Linked DNA regions of Mus musculus: region 1 is linked to region 2. The links are chromatin contacts, called in public HiChIP or PLAC-seq maps. All regions are on one chromosome and are shown on one strand. Each heading gives the region's core, a stretch centred on a gene start, on an enhancer-like site or on the middle of the called end of the contact. The rest is flanking DNA. Distances are from core to core; before and after follow the strand shown.

What was found. HiChIP or PLAC-seq counts read pairs in DNA pulled down with a chosen protein or histone mark.
Region 1: an H3K4me3 HiChIP or PLAC-seq map of embryonic stem cells shows a contact between it and region 2, with 17 read pairs. The contact joins the promoter of Mad1l1 here to the enhancer-like site in region 2. A contact is called at or near these places in 4 of 39 promoter capture datasets (the 3T3-L1 cell line, the C10 cell line, liver and 1 more), 9 of 115 datasets of contacts at active chromatin or transcription factors (the SCID.adh cell line, bone marrow-derived macrophages, double positive thymocytes and 6 more) and 2 of 9 other capture datasets (embryonic stem cells and pancreatic islet).

Annotation. Positions count from the first base shown.
Region 1 is chr5:140,319,989-140,324,839 of GRCm38.p6, forward strand. Mad1l1 (MAD1 mitotic arrest deficient 1-like 1) reads right to left here and starts at 1,564. Exons shown (of 18, transcript NM_010752.3): 1 at 1,519-1,564. It also overlaps a transcript of Nudt1 not described here.
Region 2 is chr5:140,120,721-140,125,259 of GRCm38.p6, forward strand. All of the region lies in intron 13 of Mad1l1 (MAD1 mitotic arrest deficient 1-like 1), which reads right to left. Among named protein-coding and RNA genes, the nearest start is that of Gm30492, 27 kb to the left of the region's middle. Within about 2 kb of position 2,716, at least 36 of the 459 cell types and tissues checked have an H3K27ac peak or open chromatin away from gene starts, as enhancers often do. A contact at or near this core is called in embryonic stem cells, where this site is marked.

The DNA.
Region 1 (4,851 bases), core at 314-2,813, 200 kb after region 2:
GCTCCTTTCTCTGTGATAACTCCAGCTGTGTTAAGCTGACACACAAAACCAGCCAGTACAGGAGTCTAAGCATTTCTCAGTTGGAGAAAGGTCCTTGAGAAGAGGAATGTATGTGAGGGGCTGAGGCAAGATCACAAGTCATGGGCCAGCCTGGGTTATACAAAAACCTAAAAATACAGCTAGACCCAATCTCAAAACGGGTGTGTGTGGGGGGGGGGGGTAACTTTGCAGAAATTTCTTCTGAATTTCCCACTTACAAGAACCGTGGTGTGCACCCCAATTACACATATGACAAAGCGAAGCTAGTGGCCAGGTGGACAACAGGCACAGTGGGAGAAGTGGGCCTTTGCTCACCAAGACACACTTTCTGTCCTCCCTCTTCGGACCAACACAAGAACTCTGCCATTAACACACAAGAATGAAGGGCTGCGGTTTCAGAAGCCACGACACCACACAGGTAACTAAAGCGCCACCTCAAGTTGTACCCTCTCCACAAGAACCCTGAACTTCCAGACAGCAGACTTTCCAGGACACCAGCTGCTCTGGATGGCTCCTGAGTTAACAGGGACACACACACCTTCTTTCTGGTTTCAGCCAAGGGACAGCCTGAGAACCTAGCACTTGGTGACACAGGTCTGTCATCCCAGGTACTCAGAAGGCTGAGACAAATTCAAGGGCTGGTGGCAAGTTCAAGATCAGCCCGGAAAACTTGGGAAGCCCCATCACAGAATAAAAATTAAGAAGAAAAAGTAAGGATTGGGCTGAGGAGGCAGCAGAGTAGGTGACTGCTTAGCGTACTGCTCTGCGAGAATGGGGACTGAAAACAACTCAATCTGTAAAGGCACTTTAGGGCAAGACAAGACAAGCAAGGTTCCATCTTTAGGACCCATATGGAAGAAGAAGAGAATTAAGTTATCCTCCAACCTCGACAGGAAGCCTGGTATATATATGCAAACACACACAAATCAATTAATTAGCCGATTAATTAATTTTTAAAAGGACTGGGGACATAGCTCAGTGGTAGAATGCATAAGTTCCTTGGTCAATCAACAGTACTGCCAAAAACAAACAGACAGACAGACAGACAGACAGACACACACACACACACACACACACACACAGTGGGCCTGACATGCGACTCAGCGCTCACCGGGGCTTGCCACCAAGACTGGTCAACCTGAGTTCGATCCCTGGGACCTACAAAATAACCGACTCCAACCCCGGGAGCCCTTCAGCCCACAGTGGGCCACGCTGTCCCCTCCGCCCCCGCCCCCGTCCCGGTCCCGGTCCAGGCCCGCCACCCCAGGCTCTGCAGCGGGACACCGGGGTGGGAGACCGTCCAGAGCGGCCCCGGGAGGGAGACACGGGGGACCCGGCAAAGGGAAGGCGCGCGACAGGACCGACTCAGAATGCATGCGTGTCGATGGCAGCAGACAGCTCCCTCCCGTGGCCTCGTTACGGTCGGGCAGGGCGCGAGGCGCCTGGGGCGCTCGCAGATCCCGCCACCGGGTCCCTTACCTCAGTTGAGGAGCCCGGTGCTGCAGCAGCCGCTCAGATCTCCCTCCTCTCCGCCGGTGTCTATATATCGCGAGACTTCCGCCGGGGTCTCGCGAGATCTGAGAAAACGGCCCGTAAAGAATTAAATATGTGCTCCACGGGCGTAGCCTGAGAACAAACCGCAGTCCCGCCAGGGGACCCGGAACCAAACTGGGCCCGGCTGCCTGTCCCGCAGGGCGCTCTTCCACTGCCCCGGGGTGCGCCGTAATGTATGGAATAGCACCGCGCAGGAGGAAAGGTTTGTTTGTTTTTGTTTTTGAGACAATGTTTCTCTGTGTAGCCTCGAACTCACAAAGATCCACCCGTGCCTGCCTCTGCCTCCCTGGAATTAAAGGCTTGCCGCACAACTGCTGGGCACGCTCGGAAAGGGAACAAAGTTTTGGAAAGTTGCGTTGCCTCTGAATCTTGCCACTTTGTATACACAGGTTGTTTTGTTTGGGCACTGTTTTGATTGGTTAGCTTGTTTCACTTTCTTTCTTTTGTGAATGAGAAGTCCTGGGAAGAAGTCCTTCACGTTGCGGGTCCAGAGCCTGATGAAATTTGTCTAGGGGCTATGTCTTTAGCCTCCTTCCTACCCGTTGCTTTCCTGCCTCTGCGTCAGCTCTAACGTGTTGTGACTAATGAATAAAAACCTCTTGGAATAAATTAAAACCCGGTTTCTACCAACCAAAATCCCCCGGACAGCATCAGAAGCATATAGCTGGTATTTCTCTTTGGTGTAACTGCCTACTTAAATCTTCCAACAGGCCGGTTTTTTATGTTTTATTATTTTATTTTGTGTATGGGTGTTTCATGTGCATGCATGATGTCCATAGAGACCAGATGAGGTCAGCAGAGCCTCTGGAACGGGAGTTAGATGTCTGTGAGCCAACATGTGTGTGCTGAGCACTGAACCTGGTGATCTTAACCTGAGCCATTTCTCTGGCCCACCACCAATGGCTTGGTTTGCTTTGGTTGTTTGGTTGTTTTTGTTTTGGGTTTTTTAAATAATTTTATTTATTGATATTAATAAATAATATTAATAAATAATAAACAATTTATTTATTTAATACATTTGAGTACACTATAGCTGTCTTCAGACACTCCAGAAGAGGGAGTCAGACCTCATTACGGATGGTTGTGAGCCACCATGTGGTTGCTGGGATTTGAACTCAGGACCTTTGGAAGAGCAGTCAGTACTCTTAACGGCTGAGCCATCTCTCTAGCCCCTTGTTTGGGGTTTTTTTAAGACAGGGTTTCCCTGTGTAGCCCTGGCTGTCCTGGAACTCAAGGCTAGCCTCAAACTTACAGAGACCCACCTGCCTCTGCCCGCCTCCCAAGTGCTAAGAATAAAGGAGTGTACCACCTGGCCCCCACCAATGTATTTTTAAGGTGCCCTGACTCATGACTTTGTTCTGTTACTATAAAAACTTCCTCATTGCTTCCAGACTGGAATGTGGAATATAGGGTAACCTAAGTCTGTATTTATGGGACATAGTCATTCATTTTTGGCTTGAATAAACAATCCCTCCAGTTGGTTGGTAGTGGCACATGTTTTTAATCCCAGCACTCAGAGGCTGAGGCAAGAGTATCACTGTGAGTTCGAGCCCAGCCTGGGCTACAAAGCAAGTTCCTGGACAACCAGGGCTACACAGAGAAACCCGATCTAGAAGAAAATAATAATAATAATAAAATGGACTGGAGAGATGGCTCAACCGTTAAGAGCACTGACTGCTCTCCCAGAGATTCTGAGTTCAATTCCCCACAACCACATGGTGGCTCACAACCAGCTGTAATCTGTCTGTAATGTGTCTGAAGACAGCAACAGTATACTCACATAAAATAAATAAATCTTTCAAAACAAATAAAGATAAAAATTTCTCTCATCCCTTTTGAGATGAATGTTGTGTTTTGGGTTCAAACCGAGAAACAGAGTCTTACCCTGTAGCCTAGGTTGGCCCGGACCTCACAGCAACCCATCAGCCATCTGAGCACAGGCAAAACGGCCCTGGCCCTCTACTGACCATTGGTTATCAGACTATTGAATCAAAGGGCCCGAGACTCCTCCTAAGGATAGCCTCCCCAGGGGGCAGACGCAGGAAGAACTCCTCATTTGTCAGCTGAAGGTGAGGACAGACTTAGTGCTGAGACACTGATGAGACTGGGCAACCAAGACAGCTTCCTTCTGCCTTCTCTTCAACCTTTGACTTCAACCCTAGCTAGGCCCCTGACACTGGGACCTAGGGACACCCTGGATGCAGCTTTGAGTCCCTCTTCCCAGTGAGGCCACACTGAATAAAGTCCCTTTTTCTGATTTGCTATCAACTTGTCTCTTTGAAATTATTGAGGAGGAGTGGCCAAGTCTGGCTTGTTGGGACCCAGCCTGTGACACTTACTCTCTTAACACAGGGACAGCAAAGTGCCACCGTGCCTAGCTATGGGGGGGGGGGGGTTGAGGTTTTATTGTTGTTTGGTTGGCTTTGATGTTTTCAATAGTCTCATTATGAAGCCCTGGTTGTCGGGGAACTATATAGACCAGACTGACCTTGAACTCACAGAGATCCCCCTGCCTCTGCCTCCCTGGTGTTAGGACTAATGAAGTGTATCACTTTCCTCAGCTGAGGATTTTCTTGTTCCTTGCTTTTTGTTTGTTTGCAAGGCTGGAGCATTCCCAGAATTTCTCTTATCTTAATTTGGCAGAGTCGCGTTAAGTTGCCCCGCCTGGCCTTGAACTCTTGTTCATCCTGTCCTGGCCTCCCAAATCACTTGTATTATAGGTATGTGATAATGTGCATACTCGCCTCTGCTGTTGTCTTGCAACACCGGGGCTCTTGCCTCTGGAAGGCAAGGCAGAGGCAGGTCAACCCTAAGGGATAGCAACATTCTTCCTGTCCAAGCCTTTCTCTAGTAACATTGTATCTAGTTTTGTGGTTGCTTGGTTGGCTTTCATGGTTTTCAAGACAGTTTCTCTGTTGTAGCCCTGACTCTCCTGGAACTCTGCCTGCCAAGTGTTTGAGATTAAACACATGCACCACCACATTAGGCTTAACAGTTTATTTTAGCCAGGTAGTGGTGGCGCAGGCCTTTATTCCCAGCATTTGGGAGGCAGAGGCAGGCAGATTTCTGAGTTCGAGGCCAGCCTGGTCTACAGTGTGAGTTCTAGGACAGCCAGGGCTATACAGAGACCCTGTCTCAAAAAAACAAACAAACAAAAAGAACAGTTTATCTTTTTTTAATCTTTTTTATTTTTTTTATCTTTTTAAAAAAATTTTTTTATCTTTTTAAAAAAGATTTATTTTATTCATATGAGTGCTT
Region 2 (4,539 bases), core at 1,466-3,965:
CCTATTGTAGTCTTGAGAACCAGGACAGCACATGATTCTTGCTTTACTGAGGTGAGGCCCTGCAGAGGGTTAGGACTGCCTGTCAGGAAGTGCCTCACTAGTAAGCAGGTCACCTGATCCTCCCCTTCCCAGGGTCTTTTCCTGAGCCTGACAAACACTTTTATGCAGTTTAAACTAACACTTGATCCTCCACCAGGGGACATGTGCCTTCTGCTTGTGGCTTGGTTCTGCTCCACTTCTATTTTGCCAAAACAAGTTTGCCATTTTGTTTTGATCCTGTATCATCTGTATAGTCTTCAGGGGAGGAGTGGGAGGTGCTAGCTCACACCACAGCATTCAGACAAACATGGATCCTCTGAGTCTGCAGCCTCAGGTTTATGCTCAACCTCCCGCCTCTCCCAGGAACATTCTCCTCCCCTGTTGAGCCTGCAACAGCCATGCTTCCTAGACACTAGCTGGTGGCTGGCCCACCAGCCCCACTTCAGCACTGCTTCCCACTTTTGCCTCTTCTCCCTTGACCCACAGCATAAGACTATGGTTGGCACCACAAACTCACAGTGGGTTTCTGATCCAGAGACATTTCAAACCTAGCTCTTCAAGCACACGGATGACTCTTCCTGTAGGATTGGTATAGCAAGCAGCCTTTGTTTTTACTATTTGCAGTGTTGGGATGGAACCTAATGCTCTACCACTGAGCCACACCCCCAACACCTCCCTGGGGGATTCTAGGCAGGGGCTCTACCACTGAGCCACACCCCCAGCCCCTCACTGGGGGATTCTAGGCAGGGGCTCTACCACTGAGCCACGCCCCAGACCCTCACTGGGGGATTCTAGGAAGGTGCTCTACCACTGAGCCACGCCCCAGCCCCTCCCTGGGGGATTCGAGGCAGGGGCTCTACCACTGAGCCACGCCCCAGCCCCTCACTGGGGGATTCTAGGAAGGTGCTCTACCACTGAGCCATGCCCCAGCCCCTCACTGGGGGATTCTAGGCGGGGGCTCTACTACCAACACCATCCCTTTCTCAAGACCTCCCCAGTAATGACAACCACTGTAAACCTGTATACACCCATACACTCATTTCCTATCTCTACCACATGTATCCAATATAACCACATCGCCTGGTTTCAGGCTCCAGGACCCGTAGCCTCATGAGGTAAGTCCTGCCCTCTCTTTTGTGAGCATCTGCTCCCTTACAGCCAATAGGAGCTGACTCATGTTTTGGATTGGTAGACATGAGATGAAGGAAATAGAAATTTGGTTGTGCGTGAATGTTGTAGCCTGTACCTATCTATTTTCTACTTCACTGAAGAAAACCTGGGTCTAGAGTCAGTTATAAAAACAAGAAAACATGGGACTAATTGGATTGCGTCTTCAGGGACCCTGCCAAATGCCTCAAACCATGGGCCAGATTCCAAACTCATCCTGCTAAAAGGATTTTACACACAAAGTGCTTTTTGGAGGGCTCATCTGCAGCTGAGCAGTGGGGCCCCAAGCACATGCCTGCCAAGTGAGGGGGGATGAGGTGAAGAGGAGCCCTGTGCAGGCTGGGTGGGGGTTGCTTCACCACCTGCTGCTGCCCCGCCTCCTGTTTTTTTCAAACTGAATGTCCTAGAGAAGCTGATTCTGCCCACTCCACTCTCCAAGACTGGCAGGCATGTGAATATTCTCCCCTTTGGCACTTTCTGGCAGGTCAGCTAGTGCTGACTGTGCCCTGACACTCTCTACACCCAGGTGTGACCTGAAGCCAGGTTGTGGAGAGGACAGCATGTATCTCTCAGCAGGAGGCTATGCTCATATGTACTGGAGGTAAAGATGGGGATGCTGCCTGCTGCCCACTGCCCACCAAGACTTTGTGGTCCTCAGGAGCAAGTATTTACCTGGTTATTTAAACTGTAGGTAAAAGTTGAGGCCCTCCACTTCCAGGCTCCCATTCCAATGCTGTTCACCATAATGTATACCAACTAGATTGCAGGATCACAGAGCAGGGAGGGTGCCCCAGGCCTGGCTGGAGGGATAGCATGGACATTCCTGTCCCTAAGGTGGGGATGGATGAGCCAGGATACACTCTAAATCAGGGCAGGGAATGTGAAAGTCCCAGACTGCCGCTGACCTAGGCAAATGACAGAGATTTTCTGGACCTGTCTTCTTCCATCCTAACAGCCCCATCACAGGCTGCCACAGAAAGAAACTACACCGTGTGTCAGTGACCAACAAATCTATCAGACCAAACTCCTAAATGCTGGTCCTGCTGCTACACTGGGAGGGAGACCCCTTTCACCTCCTCTCCCCGCCCCACACTCCTATGCCGTCTGCTCAAGTAGTAGCCACTAAAAAGGCAGGTGTACGCGGGGCCTAGTGGTACATGGGGTAACCCCAGCCCTAGAGTGGTAGATGAAAGAACAAGCATCAGCTACATCATGAGTTTAAGGCTAACCTGGGCTCATGAGACCATGTCTCAAAAGTACAAAAGGCACTTACAGAAAATGCAGGGCAGAGCCTAGCACCAGCCTTTGCTTTCTAAGCATTAATACACTTCATGTTGCTGTGCCCTGATCACACAGACAAGGACACACACTGCACTCCTCCTTTGTCCCAGGGCCCTAACTTCTTTCTGTCAGGGTCTGCTCTGATTGACACAGGTGGGCAGAGGCTGAAGGAGAGTAAATGCAAATGACTTCCGCTCTGCAGAAGCTGACACGCCCACCGCCAGGCCATTCTCCAGAGGTAACACATGCTGAGGACAGTTCCTGCAATCTCTGACTCAGAGTGGAGAAGGGACACCAGCAGCCTCCCTGCTCTAACAGCTGGGTTGAAGCAAAGACTCTGGCGTCTCTGCTTGGGCCAGGTCAGGCCTGGAAGGTGTGGACACGAAACAGTAGGAAGCCGCAAGAAGTGGGGTGAATGCTGCGTCTGTGGAATTCTTGGAGTCTAAGCTTGAGCCAGCCTGGTATAGGAAGCCTTGGTGCAGATGATGCTTGGGTCCCTGGTGGCTGGGTCAAACCTCCAAAGTGGTCAACAGAATAGATGCAGCTCTATGAAAACTGTGAACACTGGCTGGAGGTGTGGCTCAGGAGAGTGCACGCTCAGAACTGGGTTGGATTCCTCAGCACAGCAAAACCCAACAACTTCAAAGGGCTTTCTTGCAAAACTGGTTTTCCCCCCACCCCACCCCCCATGCTTATGCTAAAATTCCCATGGAATTGCAAGGTGCTCTGAATAGTCAAGATGATCTTGATGGGGTGCAGTGGTTGTTTTTCTCCATGCTGCAACAAAACACCTGACAGAAAGCAGCCGAAGGAAGGGTTTACCCCAGCTCACAGTCTGAGGGTGCAGCCCACCCACCACGGTGGAGAAGGCATGGCAGGCAGGGGTGGGGGTGCTGGGTGGTGGTAGGAACACACAGGAGTGTGAGGAGGTTGCTCACACTGCAGCCACAGGCATAACACAAAGGGGTGGGTGCTGGGCTCAGCTCACTTCCTCCTCTTCATTCAGTCCAAGACCTCAGCCTAGGGAGTGTGCTGTGCACACTTGGATGGTCTTCCTACCTGAGCTAACCCAATCTAGAAACCCGCTCAGATGTACACAGAGGTATGTCTCCTAGGTGAGTCCACATCCTGTGATGATGACAACCAAGATCTAAACAATGCATTATGAGGGTGGGGACACACAGGCAGAATGCTCATATCAACCTAAGAGCAAAGGATAAGAAAGACAAGAACTTAGGTGGTGGCATAAGGAAGGACCCACAGGCGGAACTGGAACTGAGTTCAGCACTGAACACAAACTGGCACAGCCAGCTGGTTTTCAATGAGGTGGCCATGACTACCAGGTAGAAGAGGAGTCTCAGAAGGGGGCAGGATTGAGACAAGTGGATATGCGCACACAGGAACAGGGTTTGAGCCCTAACTCATGCCACAATAAAAACCAACTCAAAGTGGATCAGAATCAAAACATGAGACGGAAGGAAGATACAGGCAAAGGAAGATGAAATAAAAGACATATGGGTGAGAACCCAGGACTGAACCTTCCTAGCTTTGGATCAGGCAACAGTGTCTAAGCTGTGCCAACAGAGTGCAGCAACAAAAGGAGATGCCAAGGGCCTTGTCACAGCACAGCTCTGAATGCTAAGAATACAGGAGTGGGAACAGTCTGCTGGGTGAGCTATAGCTTTGCTGAGGCAGAGCTCTGATAGTAGTTGAGTATGCAGAATACATGAAGAACTCATACAGCAGAAGACACAGCTTAAAGTTGGGTGAGGGGTCTGGGGATGCAGCTCCACTTGTAGTATGCTTGCCAATTAAGAAGAAAAGGCAGAGAAGAAATAACAGCCGCTTCTGTCATCCCTGGTATTTGGGCTTCATCTTTCTGACTAGTCTGGCTAGAGGCAACTCAATGGAGTGGCTCTCACAGCAGCAGATTTTGATCGTGTTTAGAGAGGTGACCTCTCACGTGTGATTGAGATGAATATCCCTCAGAACTGCAGGAGACTGTCTGCTAGAGATAGCAGGAAAAAGGAGGGTGGCTGACACCCCCCCCCC